Linked DNA regions of Macaca mulatta: regions 2 and 3 are each linked to region 1. A link is a contact called in public Hi-C and Micro-C data. All regions are on one chromosome and are shown on one strand. The core of a region is the stretch at or near the end of the contact, and the rest is flanking DNA. Distances in the headings are between cores, read along the strand shown. Region 1 holds the start of GIMAP8 (GTPase, IMAP family member 8). Region 2 has its middle 28 kb from the start of GIMAP5. Region 3 holds the start of GIMAP5 (GTPase, IMAP family member 5).

Region 1 (4,929 bases), core at 1,093-3,592:
GCAGCCTCCGACTGGTCCTTCCGGGTCCTTCCCTCTCCAGCCTGACTGCTTTTTCCCCGCACCTGCCGGGCTGTCTTAGGGCCCCGATGGCGGTGGCGTTTGCCATTCTCCTTCTGCCTCAGGCGTCCTCTCCGTCATCTGACAGGCAAATGTTTACAGCTCTTCAAGACTTAGGCATTACCTTTCCCGCGCGGCCTTCGCTCCACTGTGCCTTGCAGTCTTCTCCATGGCAGTACCTGCCACAGGAAATGTCGGGTTTACTGATTTGTTTATAAGTTTATTTCCTCAGTTGGTTGTTTTTCCGTTTTGTGGGGTTTACATCGTCTCCTCTTCACTTGCATGGCAGCCTGGACGCATCTCTGTCACAGCATATTACCTCGTTTCGTGACCACAGCGTAGTCTTTTTCCCCATTCTCAGACTGAGTTAGGGCCCCTTGAGTCAGGAATTTGCCTTGCTAATCTTTGTGCCCTCTGTGTCTAATACGGTGCTTGGTCCTGGTGGATTTCTCCTTGCTTGCGTAACATGTGTCTTCCTGGCTTATTCGATTTCCGGAAGTCCAGTCCTTCTCCGCACTGTTTCACCTGCCTGCTGAGTCAGGGCTCTCAGCCCGCTGCGGAGCATTTTGCTGCACTTGTCATTAACCACAAAGCCACTAGAGGGCAGGGAGCCCCCATCCTTCCTCAGATCGGTGCCAAACCAGAACCCGGCAACCTTCCTTCTGCACGGAAATCAATTAAGCTGATTTGTTGAAAGATCATTTTGCAAAATGGTCAACTCAGCAAATAATCGACTTCCTGAATCTTTGAGGAGTTATTTGCAGCTTCAGTTTTACTCAGAGCAATCCCTGGATGCTTAATATTTCATTTAAGAATGAGTGAGCCTTTTCTTCTCTATTTTAGGGAAACAGTTTCTTGCTGAGCCTCTGTTAGTACTGCAGCGGGCATGAACTGCAGTACCTGGCTTAGGGTTTTTGTCTTATCATTTTAATGAGTTGATTTTATGTGCATTGACCTACTGCAAAGGAAGGGTGGGGGTTCTTCCAAAATAGATCCTCTTTTAATGAGGAGGCAGGTGGAGTGGGACATGGGAGGAGGGGCTTTGTCAGTTTTCCCCATCAAGATGTGTCCTGTGTGTCCCCAAACCTCTTCTTGGGCCATCCCAGCATAACCAGGGTTTCCTTCAGGTTCATAACAAGGTAGAGCAGCCCTCAAGGCTGGCGCATGAAGACCAGTCCACGGAGAGGGTGGATCCCTTGGGATGTGATAGGCTGACAGCAGCACCCCAAAGCCTGTGGTTTTGACTACTATAGAGACTTCATATCTGAAGCATGCCCCTCTACTTCAGCTACCCCCACTGCTCCTCCTTCTGTGGGGTCCCTTTGGAAAGCTCAGCACCACCTCAGACATTTGGAAAACTGCAGTGAGCTCCAGTCCCTCGAGGCCCCAGCCTCTGCATTCCGTGAAGACAGCCCGGCGTGCAGAGTGCAGACGGTTCCGCACTCACTTGGACGAACCTCGAGGGCATTCTGCTCAGTCTCAGAAGGGCAGACATTGTGGGACTCCACTCACATGAGTATCTGACGTTGCCAAAAATCATAGAAACAGGCCAGGCGTGGTGGCTCACACCTGTAATCCCAGCACTTTGGAAGGCCGAGGCAGGTGGATCACTTGAGGTTAGGAGTTCAAGACCAGCCTGGCCAACATGGCAAACCCCATTTCTACTAAAAATACAAATATTAGCCATGTGTGGTGGCGGATGCCTAATCCCAGCTACTCGGGAGGCTGAGGCAGGAGAATAGCTTGAACTTGGGAGGTGGAGGTTGTAGTGAGCCGAGATCTCACCATTGCACTCCAGCCTGGGGAACAGAGCAAGACTCTGTCTCAAAAAAAAAAAAAAAAAAAAAAAAAATCATAGAAATGGAAAGTAGAACGGTGGTTACCCGGGCTGGGGTTTGGGGAGGGGAGTTGGGGTGTAATGGGGAGAATCTGGGTGCTGCAGGATGAAAAGTCCTGCAGACCTGGCACACAACAATGTGAATGTACTTTCTACCGTGGTTAAGATGGTACATTTAATGTTACATCATTTTTACCCCAGTAAAGGTTTTTAAAGAAGTCTTCCTCCGTGTTTGACTTCCTTATGAAGTAGAGACCAGGGATTTGGGACACTATGTTCTTTCACAAAAGGGGTTTCATTTTGTGAAATATTTGAAAGCATCGAAGCATGGCATTTCACATGTTTTGCAAGCTGGGGAAAAGCATTCATTCCCTGAGAAGCAGCGCTGGTCTGTCAGGCTCGGAGTTCCCTGGGTTGTGGGTTTTAGGGAAGGCAAGGGAAGCGAGGAAGGACTTGTTAGAGGAAGTCCTAAAGGCCACTTCAGAGCACACAGAGGCCAGGAGCTGGCTTTGCTCGGAGCCTGTAGCGGAGCCCCAATCTCTGTCCTCTCAGGAACAGGAACCGGCTTGACGTCCTTCTCCTGCCCTATCCAAGCCCCTGTTCTTGCAGCCCTTCTGAAGCTCAGCCTGGCACCCGCCCCGGTGCCCCAGCCCCTGGCCAAGTCTCTGCTGTCATTTCTCCTCCCTCCTCTCAGTCTACAGCTGCGGGAGAGGCCAGGCTCCTCAGTTTCTGCTGTGTTGTGACTCCACAAGGCACTCAGCACCCAGGGAAGGCACGTGTGTCCCCAATGCTGGCTCCTCCCTGAGCCCTGATGGCTCTTGACGTGCTGAGCCTGTGGCCTGCACACGGAACTTCCTCTCCAACTGCATGCCTCTGTGATTGTGAAGGCTGTTTCTAGAAATCTCTTCCTTTGCAGAAACACCCGAAACCCTCCTGCCAGGAGGACCAGGCCTGGGAAGAGGGTTGCTCTCCGGTGTTCTCCCCTCACCCTCCTCGCCCTCCTCACATCCTGTGCCCTGGGGGACCAGCAGCTGCTTCCACCCAGGTGAGAGATGGAGGGATGGAGCCAGGTGGATTGCAGAGCCTGGAGACTGGGACGCCATGGGACAGGACTGCAGTGCATGTGTGACGTGTGCACACGTGTGTAGATGTGTGTGCTGGTGCATAGCTGTGGGGGAGGATGGGCTTGGCACCGGGAAGGTCGCCTGTTCAGCCATGGGAGAAGAGGCTGCTTGTGGGGTTGGATCGCAGGGACCCTGGAAAGCTTTCCTCCTGGTCCAAAGCGTGTCTCCCCAGCCTGGTGGGGAGCAGATTCCGCAGGATGGGGACAGAGGCACATTCCCAGACATCGGTGAGAGTGGCTGTCCTGACAGAAGTTGCGTGGGGGAGTGGGCGTGAGCCCTGAAGAGGAGGAGGGCTGAGGCTGGCAGAAGGGAGGAAGAAGCAGGCGGAAGGAGCCTGTCAGAAGTCCCATGAAGCTAGATGGTGCCGCAGAGCAGCCCCCAGGAGGAAGCCAGCGGCGCTCCTAAAGCAGGGGGTGGGGGGATGCTGATTTTTCCATGTCTGCTTTTCTGGTATTTCCTGCCCCTTGCACAGTTAGGATTCTGTGAACTGGGCATTGGAGGGGTCAATACCTTACCAAAAACAGTATTTCTCATTTCATCTACATTTCAGCCAACCTGGCCCTCAGCAGTTAACCCCTTCCCTTCCTCTTGATGGTTGCCCTGCTGGGCTGGGCCTAAGGTCTCCCCCACGCTGGGCTCTGGAGCCATCTCTGACCACCCTGCTCTATAAGTGGGAACTGTGACTAGATGTGGGATGAATCCTCGCATGGCTGGACGCTGTGCTCAGATGCCTGAGTCCACATTTGCCTTGGGCTGTTTCCTGAGAAGGAGGCGGAGGCTGCCTTTACAGTCTTCAGTGAATTACAGGAAGAACGCTCTCTTTTTCTCTCAGTTGCTCTGCTGGGGCCTCCAGAGTGGCCTGGGAGATTGAGCAGAGGGAAACGTGGGCTGGCAGAGCGTGAGGGAGGGTGAGTTTGGGTTCCTTTTTGTCCTTAAGTGCACTTTCTACATGCTGGGCTGAAGGGCTACCAGCTGGGAAGCTGTATGTGTGGTAGGAGTGTGCATGTGTGCGTGCATGTGTGTGTGCGTGTGTGTGCAGGTCTTGACATCATGTGGAGCTGCAGGCAGGAGTCCAGCAAAGATTCATCGGTTTGGTCATACTCTGCTGGGGAACCATGCAAGGCTGTGCCGCCTAATTGGGAAAGAAATTTCTTTCTTCTTCAGGCCTGTGGGAGGCCTCTGCTTCCTTCAGCTTGCTGTTTACTCACTAGTGTCTTTTTTTCTTACATTAATTTGCAGAGACATCTCACTTCACTTGCATATATATATATATACACACACACACAATTTAAGTCACTTCCCTTTTACTATTCAAAGTGACATCTCTTTTGTCTGCTTCTCAGTTCTTTTTTTTTTTTTTTGCTTTGAGACGGAGTCTCGCTCTGTCGCCCAGGGTGGAGTGCAGTGGTGTGATCTCAGCTCACTGCAACCTCTGCCTTCCAGATTTCAAGCAATTCTCCTGCTTCAGCCTCCCAAGTAGCTGGAACTACAGGCACCCACCACCATGCCCGGCTAATTTTTGTACTTTTAATAAATATGGGGTTTCATCATGTTGACTAGGCTGGTCTCAAATTCCTGATCTCAAGGGATCTGCCCGCCTTGGCCTCCGAAAGTGTTGGGATTACAGGAGTGAGCCACTGTGCTCGGCCTTCCTCTCAGTTCTAAAAACCGTTTTTCTTCTTTTCTTCATATTTCTGTCTCTCCTGTGATCGACCATTCATTTAACACCACGTATTGAGCATATACTACATGCCAGGCACAATGTTAGGGCCTGGGGACACAGAACAAAACAGGCATGTTTGGAGTTTTGGCATATGCCATTATGGAGCTTTGTACCAGGGGTAGTACAGAGAAAATTTAGAAATTTAAAAATAAAATTAATAAATAATTATAAAATAATAAATAATATCA
Region 2 (4,929 bases), core at 852-3,351, 350 kb after region 1:
AGACCCTGTCTCAAAAAGAAAGAAAGAAAAAGAAAGGAAGGAAGAAAGGAAGAAGGAAGGAAGGGAGGAAGGGAGGAAGGGAGGAAGGAAGGAAGGAAGGAAGGAAGGAAGGAAGGAAGGAAGGAAGGAAGGAAGGAAGGAAGGAAGGAAGGAAGGAAGGAAACAGCTCCTGCCTCAAACTGGGAAAGAGCATCATCTCTGAGCTAATGAGAGTAAAGAATGGTTCCCTCCACTGTAAGGGGCGTGGTGGAGAAGGGGAAGGTGGAGATCCCCACTGGAAAAACTGTGAAATGCTCTGAAACTAGTGGTTGACCTTGGACAGATTATCTTACTCTCATTTGCCAAAAGTAGCAATAACATTCTTTCTATTTCCCTCACTGGAGTTTCCAAAAGATAAATGGCATGCTGATTAGAGAAACATAATGTGCAGCTGTGAGGATCTGCCAGTTAGAGGGTTATGAGTCAGGGTAACTGCCTAGTAATGCCTAGATGGCCCTTGCCATCTATGACTTCATTCTTGCTAACAGCGGGGTTTTAACTAATTCTTCATATATATATATATATAAAATACCTCATTAAGGCAGGATGTTAGTAATAGGGGAAATTATTGGGGCAAACGGTGAGGAGTATAGGGGAACTCTCAGTATTTTTCATTCCCATTGTTCTGTAAACCTGAAACTGCTTTGAAAAATGTATGCATAAATGTAACTGTATATATATACACACAGTTATATATATATATATATTTAAAAATCTGCAGTTCATCTTGAGTCTTATTCCTGAAATCTTTCTCCAGTCTTTAAAATGGAAACTACTTCCATCAAGCTGAGTGGTATAATCAACAACAAAAGGCAATGGGAATAAAATAAGATTAAAATCAAAAGGTGAATTTTCAGCCTGTTCTTCAAAGACTATCCTATAACTACTGGGGAAGACCAGGGTGGGGGAAGGATGTTCAGGTGATCTTTCCTTGTCCTGCAATTTGTGGGGAAGCCATATGTGTACCCACATAGGGGGTGCAGCAGCCACTGCGTGCATATATGAAAATGCTCTTGCACAAACACAAGAAATAAGCTCATTCGTATCACCATAGGGGTACCATCTGAGCTCATTCTATTCCAGATTTTAGGTTCTTAAAAATATAGTATCAGTCATATTTTCAGTTGGCACATATCTGGGACTTTAGGGTATATGATTTTTTCTCCTAAATCAGGAATAAAGAAACTGAGGTTTAGAAAGATCAAGTGTCTTGTCCAGGCTGGCACAGACTGTTACTAGTAGAACTGAGGGTGGAAGTGGGGGAGAGAAGAGAAAATGAAAGAAAACAAAAGAAACCTTGTTATCTTCCAGGTCCTGGAATTTCTTACAAGGTCTACAGATGGCCTCGGAGCAACCCTCCCTCTCCTAGGCAGTCTCTCTCATTGGCTTACCGGCCCTTTATAAAAACACAAGAGCAATGAGACATGATAAACCTGGCCACAAATTTGGTCTGCTAGAGAGAAAGGGACCATGTTCCTGAGAACAGGAAAATAACAATGTGTGTGGGTTTCCGTACAAAGCCGCCCTCAGTGGGTGACTCAAAGCGCTGAGAGACAGCCAGGGTAAGAAGCTGTTTGTAAAACAGCTCTACTTCCTTTTCCCACCACACCTCTGTGATCTTTTATGCAAAACAATCTTTTTACCAGAATTAGCAGGAGCACTGATACCCAGAAAAGCCACTAAACATCTGAGTACGGCTGCATCCCAGGGCTGGCCAACAGCTGCCTGTTACTGGCCCAGGCTGAACATATACACATCTCCCAGCCACCATCTGCAGTGCACCATAAAGACAATTTCTTATTTTTGTTTATTTTTTTAAGAAATGGGGTCTCCCTATGTTGCCCAAGCTAGTCTTGAACTCCTGAGCTCAAGTGATACACCTGCTTCAGCCTCCCAAAGTGCTGGAGTTATAGGTGTGAGCCTGGCCAAGAGAGTTTCCTATATTGAATTCTAGATGGCAGTGAGGACTGAACCCAAGGGCACTCTCGGTGTTCCACTGCACAAGGAGCAGGCATCTTGCTTGAAACATTCTATGGCTCCCTCTTACTTCTGCCAAATGCCCTGCCCTCATGTTACCTGTGCTCTGACCTGAGGCGGGGGGCCAGGCTTAGGAGATTTCCCCACCCAGGAGGATTTCATTTCCACAGGGACCAGGAAGACATCTAACCCCATTCATGATGTGATTTAGCCAAAGTGACAAGCACTTAACAAGGGGCTTGGGAGAAGGGAAGAGAATGGCCCTGGTCATGCTGGGAGCTTCTGTGTTGTGGTGGTGGGAGCGGGAGGGCATGGAGCTCCTCTCCGGGAACTTTCTCAGGTGAATGAAGCAGAGCTGGATCAATTACTTGCACATTTGCATTTAGATGGATTCAGTTTTTAAAGAAATTATAAGTGAGAGAGTGAGATGCGGGTAACTCTTGATTCTTTGATTTAGTTTGGAGAGGAGGGTGGTTCTAACGCAGATAACATATACAATTCGCACTTTGCAATGAAAGCTGCATTTGACTTCCAAAATATTCTCTCATATTAATATTGTAATGTTAACTTTTCATATAATAATAGTTATAACTTTTCCTCTCTAAAAGTCTGTAGAATTATGGTGGTTTCATTTCGAAATGTGTTTTCCTAACAGTGAGATGTAAATAGAAATCTGGTAATTCCTAACAGGTCTAAATTCCTATAAGACGTTTTGGACAAATCTAAAGAGAATCACTGATATGTCTCTCTCCTACCACAGACATGCAGGTAATAAAATAAAATATAATAAAATAAAATAGTCAAAGAGTTTGAGAATCTTATCTCCTTTAAGTTCACAGTGTACTGAAAAATAGAACTGTCAACTATGGTCACATATTTTGCAAATACCACCCCCTGCTGTTTGTCTCTTAAGTTTGTAATGTGACTTTTTTGCTGTCTGGAAATTTGAACAAATGTTTTTTTATGGCACTGTCATTCTTAGAAAGCTCTCCTTTCTCATCCCATTATTTAAAAATATATTACTTATGTCCACACAAAAATCTGCCCACTAAGGTTTATAGCAGCTTTATTCATAATTGTCAAAACTTAGAAACAACCAAGATGGTCTTTCAATAGGCGTATGGATAAAGTGTGGCACATCTAGACCATGGAATCTTATTCAATCAAAAAGTAACTGAGCTAACAAGTCATGAGAAAGCATAAAGAAAACTTAAATGCATATTGCTAAGTGAACTAAGTTAATCTGAAAAGGCTATATACTGTATGATTCCAGCTAAATGGCATTCTGTAAAAGACAAAATGACAGAGACCGTAAACCAATCAGTGGTTGCTGGCAGTTCCAGGGGATGGAGGGAGAGATGGATAGGTGGAATATAGGGAATTTTTGGGGTAGTGAAACTATTCTGTATGATACTGTAATGGTAGATACATGTCACTACACATTCATCAAAGCCCATAGAATATACAACACCAAGGCTGAATTTTAATGTAAACTATGAACTTTAATTAATAATAATTTATCAATATTGGCTCATCAGTTACAACAAATGTACCACACTAAGGCAAGATGTTACTAATAGGGGAAATTGTTGGGGCAGACGGTGAGGAGTATAGGGGAACTGCCAGTATTTATCATTCCCATTTTTCTGTAAACCTAAAACTGCTTTTTAAAATAAAACCTATTAATTTAAAAAAGGGGGAGATTAAAAAAATAAGATGAGGAAAGAGGGAGTAAAAGAATGTAGGATAGGGAGAAAGGAGGTGAGAAGGGATAAAAAGAGAAGAGAGTGAGAAAGAGGGGAAGAGGAAAACAGGGAGGAAAGGGGTAGGAGAGAAGAACAAGGGTCACTTGCATACGGTAAACTCCCTACCCTATAAGAACTTATTATATAATACATTGGAGAGACAGCCAAGATGACTAAGTTGTCATTAGATTAAAATTATATGAGTAATATGAAGGTGTGAAGTGAGTCTCATGTAATAATAAAAGCCTTATATTAACATAAGATGTAGATCATCTTTTATACCGCTACTCTGTATGACTTTTATGGTTCATAATAAATGCTTTTATTTTTCATGATTCACCTAACAATGTTTTCTTTATCTAGCTACTTCTTGTTTGCTTGTTTGTTTGTTGTTTTGTTTTTGAGACGGAGTCTTGCTCTGTCACCAGGCTGGAGGGCAGTGGCACGATCTCGGCTCACTGCAACCTCCGCCTCCCAGGTTCAAGCGATTCTCCTGCCTCAGCCTCCCAAGTAGCTGGGATTACAGGTAGGCGCCACCACACCTGGCTAATTTTTGTATTTTTAGTAGAGACGGTGTTTCACCATGTTGACCCGGATGATCTCGATCTCCTGACCTCGTGATCTGCCCACCTCAGCCTCCCAAAGTGCTGGGATTACAGACATGAGCCACCACACCCGGCCCTTGTTTTGTTTTAAGCCTGCCTTTGGCTTATCTATATCTCTCAGTTAATTCCCAAGATGGATAGATAGATAGATAGATAGAATATAGATATTAATATCTAATAATATAGAGATATGTAGCCCAATAATTATATGTAATATGTATAATATATGTAATAGCAGAGAAGTGGGACTATGATAATTTGAGGCCTTAAACTATCTGTGAATAGATACAGTATTATTTAATGATACACTCTAATTAATTAAAAACATATAACTCCTGTACCAAGGACTAAACTTTTTAAAGGGGTGAACAAATAATAAGTCAATAAAGGAGATGAAATAGAATCATAATTCCAGTAAGTGCTCAATTACCTCAAGAGAAGGCAGGAAAAAATAAAGGACAGATGGATTAAATAAAAAACAGCTAAGAAAATGGTAGATTTTAATTCAGTTATATAATAACCATACTAAAGGTGAATGATCAAAATATACCAATTAAAAGACA
Region 3 (4,929 bases), core at 1,321-3,820, 330 kb after region 1:
TGGATGAAGAGACAGAGGCAAGACGGTGAAAGAGAGCAAGCATGACTAAGTGTTAGGAGACCATGTGGTGACCAACAGGCTCAATTTGACTGGGACTAAGGGGTTTCCCAGGATGTGGGCCTTGTAGTACTAAATCCAGTCAAATTCAGGGCCAGTTGGCCGGTTGGTCACCTAGGACCTCAGCCCAGAGAAAGTGGTAAATGTCGCACCACCTCTTTCCCTTATTCTTCCTTCCTTCTTCATCAGAAGGCAATAATTGTCTATCTTCCATTTGAAACAGAAGGTCCAAGGCGTGAACCCTGAGGTCCTTGAATCACTCCAAGTTGATAGGGAAGGTGGCTGCCCAAAATGTCTCTGAGATGGAGCTTTGGCATCTCCTTAGCTTAATAAAGCTGATTCTCAGGGCAGCCTACAGGTATCTACCCTGAGATGGCTACTGCGCTCAGAACTCCAGAAACTTCATCACATAACTAGAGCGCATGAGTTGCAACTCAGCGTGCCCAGTTCTGTGCACCAGGGAGCATCGCAGAGCGAGAACAGGGATAGCAGAGGTGGCTGGGGATGGATAGAGACCTGCTTTCAGCAATGATTCATCACGTTTTGTACTATGTCAGGTTTGGTAGATAACTGTCTCTGTCCAGGCTGAAAAGGCATTGAATTTGGTGTTGAACAGAAGGATAAGGAAAATGGACACTTCCTAGGTGTCCCAGGTTTCCTGGGGGTTTGTTTGTTTGTTTGTTTGTTTGTTTGTTTTGCAAATCTGAACAGAGGAATAGAGAGGGTGTGGGAAAAGGCACAAAGAGTCTAGTTTTGGAAATACTTTCATATCTGGATATATATGAATTTCTACAGTCCTGCTTTCTAAAAGTAGCTACCTAAGATTATTCTGCTAGCACTAAATGTAACTACAAAGGGGGACATGAGGGAAGAGTTAGAGCATTTAAGTCATATGTTTTACTCATTTATTCGGTAAGTATTTTTGAGCACTTTTTAGGGCTAAGTTCTAGCAAGATCCTGACCTGAAGACAGTCCCTGGCCTCTATAAAGCCCACGATCTCATCCAGAAAACTGATAGAGACCAGTTAACACATTTCATCACTGACTCTCTGAGGTCTCTTTGAGCCATAAGAGGAGCCTGGGAACTACTAGAGAAAAAAAAGATAAGACTTAGAGACCAGAACTCAAAGCAGAAAATCAGTCCTTAGCCGGGGTGCCAGAGCACCCAGTTAAGTGGATAAATATAATGTTTGCGAATAGTCCAAACCACAAGGAAAGAAGAGAGGGAGTTTGAAGATGTCACTAGAATGAAGTGAATTTGCTACATTGATAAGAATGGTTAGCATCCGTGCCCCTCAGTGTCTATAAGATTTTGATGTGAACTCTGTCCATCAAATTTTTTAGGGATTCCAGGCAGTTGCTGGGGGAGTACCTGGTCCCTATCTAATAAGGGTGAAATCCTGGTCAGATTACAGCCCACTTCCTGCCCTGCTCTGCTCAATTCACACAAATTATGAGTGCTGACTAGCTTGAAAGTCCTTGAAGAATTTAAAAGTGTAAGGACCAATAAAAGTCAAATATAAGGAAAAAATGTTAATTCTCTTTTCTGGGGAAAAAAACAAAGTGGAAAAGAATTACCCCTCCCTTCTTAGAGTATTTTATTTAGAAAGCTTGTAAGTGTGAATTCTTTCTCCACCCTTTGTAATGCAATCTTTTTAAAAGCTGTTTGACAGCCCAGGACTGTCTTTAGAGCACCTGGAAGCCATCCCTTTGAAACGCAAACATCAGGGAAGGTAGCGTCCCCACCTCCCAGTCTCCGTGGGAAAGCAGGGGCCTAATTTAGGAGCCTAACTTAACTTCGGTAGGAGCCTGACATCTGCCAGCACCTTCCTGAGTTGCAAATCTTCCTCTTGCCATAGAGGATGTGAGAAGTTTCCTTTTCCTCTGGAAAAAGACAATTAGCTAACACAGATGATTACTGAGTGAGTTTAGGATGAACTATGTATGACAAAGGGTACTGTCAAGTCCTCTTACTTGAGTACTAGCTACGGTTTAGCTTGAGAACACGTGTGTAATGGGTGGCACCTGCCTGGCTATATGACCAGGTGACATCCCTCTCCGTCTTTGCAATCTCTTCCTGGATTGTCTGGGATCCAGATCACATTCTGGTTCAATGCACGTTCAATAAAATTGTTTTCTTTCTCTTCTGCCTCTGTGGAGAGGTTTTCTAGGCTGGCAGGGGATTGTTTAAAATTGTTTTACCCATCAAGTCTTAGACAATTGTTATGATATGACTGTAAGCTCCACTTCAAATGTCAACAACGAGGGATGTGGGGATTCTCTTGGCCCTGATGGCCCTCTGCCTACGTCCCATTGTGTTCTCCATCTCATAATTGCTTTATGTCCACTGCTCTAATCTTAAATGGCAATCAGCTTTATGTCCACTGCTTTCCCAATCAGTTAAAAAATAGAGGTTCTATCACCCTGCTTTCAACCCTTACCAGATAAACTGACACGTGGACTCCACAATGTCCCCACAGGGAGGGCTCCATCACGTGGAAGACAGCTTGCCAGGGTAACTCACAAGCCAAGAGTCAAACCCTGTGAGGGCTTGTTCTGGTCCTCTGTGGACCAGAGTGCCTTTCTGATCCTGGTTAGCAGAAGCTTTCCAGAAGCAGAGCCTGTGAGAAGGGGCCCAAGAGTGCTGGGAGGAGCAGGTGCCCCAGTGATGGGTGCTGAGGGCAGCAGCTGCTGCCCAGGACTTTCCAGTCACCAGGGGCCTTTTCTGAACTTGGAAGTGGGAGAGTCTATAATTCCCTTCATATCTCCTTCTTCCAAACACTGCTTGCTTGAAACAGTCAAAAATAAAAAGGAAATAGCACGGGGCACACTGTCCCAGGGCAGGCTCATGACAGGAAGTGGCCCATTAAGGAGGCAGCACATTCGGCTGGTTTTCAGGGGCTTGTTCCCAATCAGTTTCCAGCCAATACCAGGGTGTCCTAGTCCACATGGGTGTGGGGGGCACACTCCATAATCTCTACTCTTCTTTTTTTGCAGCTGAGTCATGGAGCTTTCAGCCCCTGCACGTGGCTCCTCCTTAACTGCATCTGCTCAGCCTCCCTCAGCCCTGCGAATAGCCTCCCCACACACAGACCACAGAGCAGGGCTCTCTCTGCTGTCACTTCACCTTCCTGAGAGAGGACCAGCCGGCCAGAGCCTACATGACCGCCACCCTGGAGGACAGGGCACAACAGCCGTTTCTGGTAAGGAGAACTGGGTTTATGCTCACAGAGACTTGGGGAATCAGAAGGATCACAGTTTGGTCACAGCTGTTCATTTCTGACGTGACCTTGCACAGATCCCCTCACTTCTGGGTTCCCTGGTCAGTAAAACGGGGCAATGGTGGTGAGTGTTGTGGGCATCAGCAGGTGCGCAGCTGGTGGAGCACAGCCTAAAGAATCTGCGCCTCCACTCACAGCCCAGTCCCAGGCAGCGGGCTTTGCTGCCCCATTGCCCATTACTTAGCCAAGTCGATCTCCATGAAACTCTCAGGGAGTAAGGCTGAACTGATCCTCTCCCAGTGGGACAGATGGGGAAACTGAAGCTCCCAGAGGGTAACAGGCTTTCCCCATCTCCCCTAGCATGCTGGGGCATTCTTCTCAAATTTACCCTCCTAATTTCTCCTGTCCCAGACCAGCCAGACACGCACTATGTCTCAGACAAGCCTGGGAGCTGAGGATGGATTCTTAGGGCTCCCCAGGGCAAGTGTAGGATATTTTCCCACCCCAGGAACCTCATGTTCCAAACAAGACCCCTGAGTGGACCTTTTCTTGTGACTTTCAACTTCGGAAAACTACCCCATGCTCCCCTAGATTTCCCACATTTCTCCTGTGACACCCTGCAGGATGCACTGTAGGGAAACAGGCTCATGTTTGGGGCACCTGTGAACAATCCCTTTGTCAGCCAAACTTTATGTGAGAGACGTGCCGTGGAACCACAGTGACCAAACCGCAAAACACATCATTCCAATACCTGGAAATATATGGGCTGGGGCAGACGGGTGAAGGAAATACTTATGAACAAAGAAGACAAGAAGTGGTTTGATCTTTTCTAAAATAGTATGGACGAGGCTGCTTTCTTGTGATTTGCTAAAATAAGCTCTTCTCTTAGTAAAATCAGGTTCATGCAATTTTCAAATCAGAACATGCATTTTGTTCATTTGCTTCACCCTTTTCCCTGAGCCGGACCCTCCTACCGGCTTGCCAGAGGCTGCTACTTTCTTGCTTGCACACTGCCTTCCAATCTCTCGTGACCTTTGGTCTCATTTGTGGGACTATTGGTAAAATTTTTCCTTTGGAGAAGACATCTGCCTTCATTCTCAATTCCCCCACTTTTGTCTGCCCTGTAGACCAACACGTATCACTTTCCTTCAAGCCTACGATGTGTCCACCATGCTTTATTCAGTTATTTTATAATCTTCTCCATGACTCATTTTAGCATTGCCATCAGTATCCTTTCTGACTCACCTGTGAACACTTTGTTATTTGTTAATATCTGACAAAAATATATATTCCTCAATGCAGGCTGGTCCACTCAGAGAGAGTGGATTGGGAGAGCTATTGTTGCTGCTCATTGCCTGACATAACAGAGTTTGACTGGCTTTTGTGACAGGCAATTGGCTGTTTTAAAAGGAAAGACCCCGATTCAGAGAAATTCCTGCCACCAACAATTTTATTTTTGAATAACCTTTTATAAGAAATACACTCAAGATTTTGCAATAAAATTCTGTGTGTTGGTTTTAGGGTAGGCTTCTAGCTGTCCAATTAGTTTGTCTCCTGACCAGTGAGTGGCAGCATTGTACACATGTTCCAAGAGGTTTGTTGACTTTTTTGGAATAGTCTCTTTTTCCGCCTATGGAATCAAGGACAATAC

Evidence for each region. Hi-C and Micro-C count contacts between places; a contact is called where the count stands out from the background.
Region 2: a Micro-C map of CD4 T cells shows a contact between it and region 1, with 17 times the contacts expected there. The contact joins the enhancer-like site here to the promoter of GIMAP8 in region 1. A contact is called at or near these places in 2 of 14 Hi-C or Micro-C datasets (CD4 T cells and blood).
Region 3: a Hi-C map of liver shows a contact between it and region 1, with 4 times the contacts expected there. The contact joins the promoter of GIMAP5 here to the promoter of GIMAP8 in region 1. A contact is called at or near these places in 2 of 14 Hi-C or Micro-C datasets (CD4 T cells and liver).

Annotation. Positions count from the first base shown.
Region 1 is chr3:189,836,773-189,841,701 of T2T-MMU8v2.0, forward strand. It overlaps GIMAP8 (GTPase, IMAP family member 8), which reads left to right and starts at 2,343. Exons shown (of 5, transcript XM_001098321.5): 1 at 2,343-2,939.
Region 2 is chr3:190,189,645-190,194,573 of T2T-MMU8v2.0, forward strand. No RefSeq gene overlaps it. Among named protein-coding and RNA genes, the nearest start is that of GIMAP5, 28 kb to the left of the region's middle. Within about 2 kb of position 2,102, at least 7 of the 40 cell types and tissues checked have an H3K27ac peak or open chromatin away from gene starts, as enhancers often do. A contact at or near this core is called in CD4 T cells and blood, where this site is marked.
Region 3 is chr3:190,161,624-190,166,552 of T2T-MMU8v2.0, forward strand. It overlaps GIMAP5 (GTPase, IMAP family member 5), which reads left to right and starts at 2,571. Exons shown (of 4, transcript XM_077997714.1): 1 at 2,571-2,680; 2 at 3,055-3,260. The coding sequence starts at 3,219.